Linked DNA regions of Siniperca chuatsi: region 2 is linked to region 1. The links are chromatin contacts, called in public Hi-C maps. All regions are on one chromosome and are shown on one strand. Each heading gives the region's core, a stretch centred on a gene start, on an enhancer-like site or on the middle of the called end of the contact. The rest is flanking DNA. Distances are from core to core; before and after follow the strand shown.

The links. A called contact is a pair of places that touch in the nucleus more often than the background predicts.
Region 2: a contact with region 1 is called in a Hi-C map of liver, with 2.4 times the contacts expected there. The contact joins the enhancer-like site here to the promoter of slit1a in region 1. A contact is called at or near these places in 3 of 3 Hi-C or Micro-C datasets (liver, skeletal muscle and an unstated tissue).

What each region holds. Positions count from the first base shown.
Region 1 is chrLG11:14,737,989-14,741,696 of ASM2008510v1, forward strand. slit1a (slit homolog 1a) reads left to right here and starts at 2,023. Exons shown (of 36, transcript XM_044213187.1): 1 at 2,023-2,720. The coding sequence starts at 2,512.
Region 2 is chrLG11:14,817,169-14,820,934 of ASM2008510v1, forward strand. slit1a (slit homolog 1a) reads left to right here. Exons shown (of 36, transcript XM_044213187.1): 24 at 1,720-1,791; 25 at 2,983-3,146. Among protein-coding and RNA genes, the nearest start is that of wu:fc17b08, 41 kb to the right of the region's middle. Within about 2 kb of position 2,448, the one cell type or tissue checked has an H3K27ac peak away from gene starts, as active enhancers do. A contact at or near this core is called in liver, where this site is marked.

The sequences.
Region 1 (3,708 bases), core at 773-3,272:
ACCACTAAACACCACTGTCTCCTCTTTAATTAGCCATTCATAGAAGGAAGATCTATGCTGCACTGACACTTTTACCAAGACAGATGGCGCTTTTTTCTGCTGTGTGTATGTGCGTGTACACCTGCATGTGCACACGTGTTCCGAGCAGCAACAAAGCAGACACACAAATTTAAATGCTTCTGCTTGCATCTCCCCTGCCTGTTTCTTCTTTTCTCCTTCTGCCTTTGTTAGTTAAACTGAATGGGGTTCTTAGGTCTATGTCATTGTGCTGATGTTTATGTTGGGAGGGATCCACCCCGCAGCAAAGCCCTCTGTAGAACTAGACTAGAGACCAAGTGGCTCGAGCTGAGCCAAGCACAGCCATGGCTCAGGTGTTTGTAACTTTTAGTTACTTGTAGTAGTAGTTTGCCAAGCAATAAGTAAGGAACAAGTCAGGAACAAATTGCTAATTAATGAATAGTAGTAGTATTTCCTGGCTGACTCTAAATCAAGAATTAAATAGTGAGTTGTACAAAAACAGACCTCAAAAACCAAAAAATAGCACAAAAACTGACAAGCTATGCAACTTTAGAAGCCAGTTTATAACAATTTGTTTCTAGATATCTGTGAATCTCTACATGAGTGCCTAATGAATCATTCATGATTAATGCTGAATCAGGTACTAATTGGCACTAAACCAAAGTATTAGTTATTGGTTTTGTGCCATTTAGCAGCTGATCCAGCATTCAAGGGTGCTTCATTAAGTAGGTATTCAGTATTCACAGATATCTAGGATCTAGTCATTACACATTGGTTCAATAAAAAAAAGTCTGCTCCAGGGACAGAGTTATACTAGAAGTGCTTGTTGTTGCTCTTGTCCCTTTGTGAGTTCTCTCAGTTTTCTGTATCTTATTTTAAAGTGTCACCATTTATTTTATTGTGTGGATAACTGTGAACAATGCACTTTGGAGTGAACTCATAAAAACAAGAGGTCCATTTCCTACCCACATCCAGAATTCTAATTTGCAATTCCACGAACTGCAAATCAATATGCATTTGGAAAAGTTTCCTGAAAGCTATACAATTACACTGTCAACAGCGGCTAGACTCTAATACATCCACTGTTTTAACTAAATGTCAGCCTTTGCAAAATAATATTTATAGAGAAGTCCTTTAAAGTAAATAATGGCCAGCAGATGCTGCTTATCATTCAAATTTCCCTTCTCAACACAGTCCAGTTTATGTCTATGTTTTGAGTCCGCTTCAGGGGATGCATGGTCCTGGCATTAAGAGAGGGACTGTGTGCCAGTTACTCCCATAAATCCAAATAACAGAGCAAGTATGGTTGAGAGTGTAGCTGTTTGTCTTTTCATTTGTATATATTAGGATATAATCTCTGTTCCTGTGCCTATGCTGATCTTAAAATATAGTGTTGACTTACTTTTTATGGCTGTGGTCTGCCTTCCCAACAAATCATGAATATTTGTGTGTGTGTGTGTGTGTGTGTGTGTGTGTGTGCGCGCGTGTGTGTGTGTGTGTGCGTGCGTGCGTGCGCTTTTCCACCCCAGTTCACTGCTGCTGCTTCTGTCTGTGTGGCCACAATTGATCTACATGTTAAGACCCACATTTACGGATTATTTATTCCGGCTTTTTGCCTCCAAAGACTGAGGTGTTGATTCCTCTCTTCCCCAGTGGATTCTCCTTCGTTACATGTACACATTCACACTCACACACACACTCACACACACAGCCCAGTCTCCCCACAGCCTCTCCCTTCGGGCAGGGGTTATGCAGTGTCATGCAGGTTAGCTCTCTCTCCAGGGGTTTGCCTGGAGGCAAACCTGAGAGAAAAGGAGTGGAGTAGATTTGCGAATAGAATCAAGGGAATGAAAGAGAGATCTCGAGAATGAGAGTGAGTTCAGGCAGGGTTCTGGGGGGGTGTTGTGTGAGGAGGGAGAGGAGTGGGGGAGGAGAGGAGGGGTAGGGGTGGAGTTGGGGGGCTCTGCTATTTGTAGATCCTTGTGATGGATGACTGGTGTGTGTGTATGTGAGAGAGAGAGAGAGAGAGAGAAAGAGACTGGCTATTTTTTCTTTCTGCTCTTTCCCTATTCCCTCTCTCTTCAGGCGAGCAGAGCAGAGCGGGACTGAGTAAGAGGAGGACAGAGACGCAGACGTGTGCAGACCAGAGCACAGCAACTCCACAAAGACAAGAGAGGAGAAGAGTTTGCAAGGAGAAAATAAGAGAAAGAAAACAGCTTTTTTTTTTTACATCAGCAAACTGTGGTGGATATCATACCTACATCAAAAGAAATCTAGAAGAACAAAAAGGATTTGCTTTGCTTCACAGCTAAGAGGAAAATATTAGCATTTCTTATTTGTTTTCTATTGATATTCACCACAAATATATAATTATTCTAGGGGACTTGCAAAGTGTAGCAGGACTCTTGGTTTTTGCAGAGAAGCAGAGAAACCAAGGTGGACAGAGAGAAGTAGGGGTTTGTTAAAGAAGAGCTGGCTGCTGTGGTGGTGAATATGCCCGTTAGAGGTAGCTGTTTTGGGGCAGGCATGGGCAGGCTGGCCAGACAGCCACTCTGGATGTGGGTGGTGATGCTCTGTGCCCTGCTCATTGGCAATGCCAGTGCCTGCCCAGCCCTGTGTACCTGCAGTGGCACCACAGTAGACTGCCACGGACTGGGTCTCAGAACCATGCCAAGGAATATCCCCCGCAACACTGAAAGACTGTGAGTACCATATGTACTCTAGCTCCTTGTATGTGTGTATATATGTGTGTGTGTGTGTGTGATAGAGAAACTCCCTGATGGTGTCCCTCTGTCTTCTTTTTTCACTGTTTCCCTTCTGTTTGCTATATTGTATTGTATTGTAATGCCTGAATATATTGTAGTGGTGCACATGACTTTGCTTAGACTGAAAGAGAACAATAGCCCTGCCTGTAAAGCTGTGTGTGTGTGTGTCAGTCAGTCAATCACTCACTGGCATTCCAGTCAGGTATAAATAGGCATGAGGGACTGGAAAGAGCAGGAGCAGATGTGTGCCTTTCACATGTGTCCATAATTTACTTACCTGCTTGTTTATGCTTGCTGCATGTATTTGATGTTTTTTATAAATCCTTAAAGCAAATGGATGGAGTCTAATTTTTGCTCCACTTTTTAATGTGACATAAATATAGAGATTAAAAAGTAAAGTTAAAGTTTAAACATTTAAAAGAACCAGATTTGCTGTCTGTTCTGTGGTTAATTTATATTCTGTTATATTTGGGAATACCCCCCCCCCCCCCCCCCATCCACACTCATATCATATGTCCTGTCTGTGCAGCACTGTGCCTCCCTTTATCTCTTTTTTTCCCCTCTCCCCCTTTTCACTTTTCTCCACTCCCGAGCCAAAGACTCCCCTCTCCCCCCTTCTCATGCCCGTGAACACTCACTCCACAAATTGTTAAATCATGTAGAAAATTAAGCAAATCTGCTACTTAAGTGAGTCTTGCGCGAGGATCACGTAGCTGTCTTGTAAAACACAGGGAGGATGGGCGATGGAGGAAGAGGTGAGACGCCGGCTTGCAGAGTGGAGTTTCTCTGTCTTTTCTGACATTCCTCTGAAATATTCATCAGTAAATCAGAAGTGAGGAGTGCAGGGAGGGAAATAGATTGTTCTGTTTCAGCTTTTAGAATATCAATCCTGAATAAAACATGCAGTGGGAACGGAGGAGAGAAA
Region 2 (3,766 bases), core at 1,198-3,697, 80 kb after region 1:
GTGTGTATGATGGTTGTGGTTTGAGCTGCAGATTAATAAGCTGCTAATTGGCCTGCTGGGTATTAGGTGTGAGGAGAGTGAGCTGAACCAGCGCTGGGGCGTGTCCCACCAGGGTTTGGGTGGGAAGCTGTGAGAAAAGAAAGTGATATGAAAGAGTGTGATAAAGGAAAAGAAAGTAAAGCCTTCAATGAAAGACATCCAAACTGACATATTCTCAAGCTGCTGTTGGATACAGTGCTGTGAGTAAATGCCACTGTCACATGATCCTCAACACAAGAGCTAAAGCAAAAACCTGTGGCTCAGAGGACTCACAGAATCACAAAACATTATTGGTTTGCAGGTGAACAAGTCTGTGAAAATTTCAAACAAGTTAAGTTGGACAGCCTGTGCACATTGTACAGAACTTCTTTTTAGTCATAATTCATCATTTTGCCTGTCCTGAAACACCAAATGCAATTCCACTCTGAGAACTGTGCCAAGCTAAGATAAGTTGACATAGGTAAGATGGAGTGATGTAATGATAAACAGCTGTAGAAAAGAAAATGAAAAAGAAAGAGAGACAGACAGAGAGAGAGAATGTTAGTACAACAGCGGATCAGGTTTCCTCCTGGAGACTCCCTGGCTCCTTTCTCTGCCTGGCTGGCACACTGTTGCTGGCTTCATGCCCTCAGTATCCTAACTGTTCTCCTACTACCACAACTCAGTCTGCACTAATAAGCATTCTCCCCTGCACACAGGCCAATTAACTTGTTGTCACAGATGGGTACATTGTATATTTTCCCTTTCATACTCAAGCAGGCTCTGTATCCTAACATTGACCAGCTTCACCCTCTGTATCCTTTCACCTGACTCTTCCACAGCTTTGCGGTAATTCACAGATCAAACAAAGAAGGAAGTAGTCTTTCAAAGTCTGTTTATACATCAGTTCTCTTCATCCAGACACAGAGAGCAGATGTGTCATGTATTGGTACTGTGGACTGAGCTGTGGTAACATTAGTGTGTGGTCAGCTGAGGGTTCGAGGTGGTAATGACCCTGCGGATTACAGCAGCCATTAAGCCATGTTGGCTTGTCACCCTAGATAGTAGTCAGAGAACAGCAAGGAAAATAACAGTATATACAAATTAGACTATATGCACACAAACATTAATATACATGCATGTGCCCAAATATGCAAACATGTAAATATACTTGTTAATCTGCACACACACAGTTACACCGATGTTTTTCAATGTCCTGCATGTGGTGCAACTCTGTTACCCCCCCCCCGTACACTTGTTGGCCCTGCCAGCCAGACGCACATAAAAACTTGACACCAGTCTTTTCCAGAGCCTCACATCTTTACCAGCTGCACAAGGCTCAACCAGAAATACAAATCACTTACCTCCCAACACAACACTGAAATATTCCTCAATAAATATTCCTCCTGGTTTTAGTTGTCTGAAAACAAAGTATAGTATGTCGGACTGCAACTAACATTTATTTTCATTATCGTTTAATATGCCAATTATTTTCTTGATTAATCGTTTTGTCTATAAAATTGTAAAAAAGGCCCAAGATGACATTTTCAAATTGCTCGTTTTGTCTGACCAACAGTTCAAAACCAAATCAAAACCAAAGATATTCAATATCGATATCGATATTCAATCTATAACAGAAGACTAAGAAAACCAGCAAATCCTCACACTTTTTTGCTTTAAATCTTCTCTTTTTTCCCTAAGGTCTCTCCATGGCAACGAAATCTCAGAGCTTCCTGATGGCATCTTCAATGATGTGGCGTCACTTTCCCACTTGTAAGTAGTGACACACACACACACACACACAACTTTATACCCCAATGGCAGCTTTTGTGATACCATCTGCACTTACCACTGAGTTTGTGAAGTCTACACACACACACACACACACACACACACACACACACACATATATGCACACACACAGTATGCATAATATACACACTTTCAGTCACAGAGGGGGTCTGGTCAGACAGCCGGAGAGTGTGGCTCACAGTGGCCTGTCTGTAGTCCTCTTTGGTGGGCTCTGCATGAGCCAAGCCCTCCCTTAATCAGCTGCAGTCCTGTGGTTAAAGCAACACACAGACCCCTCTACTGTCTCATCCCCCTGTCACATCTCCGAAACACACACACATGTTCACTGACGCACACACATTCTCCATGGTCTGTGGACTTTAGTGTTTGTTTTGGTTTGTTTATTTATGTCTGTAATTTTGTGTGTGTCTGTCGGGTGTGTGGTGTGTAGCCGTTGTGGACATGTGTAAAACGACACAGAGGTATCTTTGCAGTGGTGCCCTCTGTCATCCAGCCTAGATATGTACATAATCCCTTGACAGTCACTGATCAATAGACCTATCAGTGTCACAGTTGGAGAGGAAGAAGGGAGATAGAGAATACTAAACAAAGATATTTTTTGGAGAGCAGTACAGGAGTCAAGGCTGCGTGAAAACGGGGTGAAGGGAGTGACGGAGTGGAGCCATTGATCCACAGTCACAGTCAAGTGGCTTTCATGTTAGCAGATGTCAGGTGTCAGCTATTGGCCCGGCCTGAAAGATGAGCCTGTGTTCCACCATAATGGAACAGCATCGATTCAGGAGTGTTTGTGCATCCAGCAGGAGGACAAAGCGGCATTGATTCACGACCACCATGACAGAAGTGGTTAAGAATGCCTTCTGTTCACACCTTTGCCTATAATTGAGAAGCCCTCCTCCAGATGATGGATGGCACAAAGTGGCATTGAGCATTAAACTTTAAATCTGTTTTATTATGTGTTTTAGTTGTATAGCACACCAAGTTGAGTTTGGCATGGTTTGTTTTACGTAAGGGTGTAGAGACACCTGCTGCTGATAGAGTGTACTACAGTGACATAGACAGAATTTGTTACTGAACTAAATAAGGTTAAAAAGTATAACACAGCCATCCTACATCATCAAATCATTGATATGTTTATTGTCTCTGCTCAATCAGGGCAATTGGTGCCAACCCCTTGTACTGTGACTGTCGCCTGCGCTGGCTATCTGACTGGGTGAAGACTGGCTACAAAGAGCCTGGCATCGCTCGCTGTGCTGGCCCGCAAGGCATGGAGGGCAAACTTCTGCTCACCACACCTGCAAAGAAGTTTGAATGTACAGGTGAATTATTGTGTTGGTCACGGGAATACAGTGGTGGAAACTAACTAAGTACATTTACTCAAGTAATGCACTTAAGTAAAATTTTGAGGTATGTACTTGAGTATTTCTATTTTCTGCTACTTTGTACTTCAACTTCAAAAATTCAGAGGGAAATTTATACTTTTTCTACTTTGCAGATTCAGACTATTAATACAAATATAATCAACAAATAAATTATGATGTATTATCATACATTAAGATAAGACTTCATTGGTCCCTTGATTGAATTCACAAGCTACCCAACAGTATATAAAGTAATTAAAATTAGCTCCACCTTTACCAGCTGCAAAATTAAAGTGATGTACACATTAATGCATCAATAAATATAATATAATAATATAATACACATTATTCTGAAATGGGCCATTCTGCATAATGAGTACTTTTACTTTTGGTACTTTACATATATTTTGATGCTAATATTTTTGTACTTTTACTAAAGTCAAATTGTGAATGCACAGCTTTTACTTATAACAGAGTATTTTTTTACACTGTGGTATTGCTACTTTTATTGAATATCCAAATACTTCTTCCACCACTGCGGAAATATAATGTAAGTAACAGTAGTATCTACATACAAT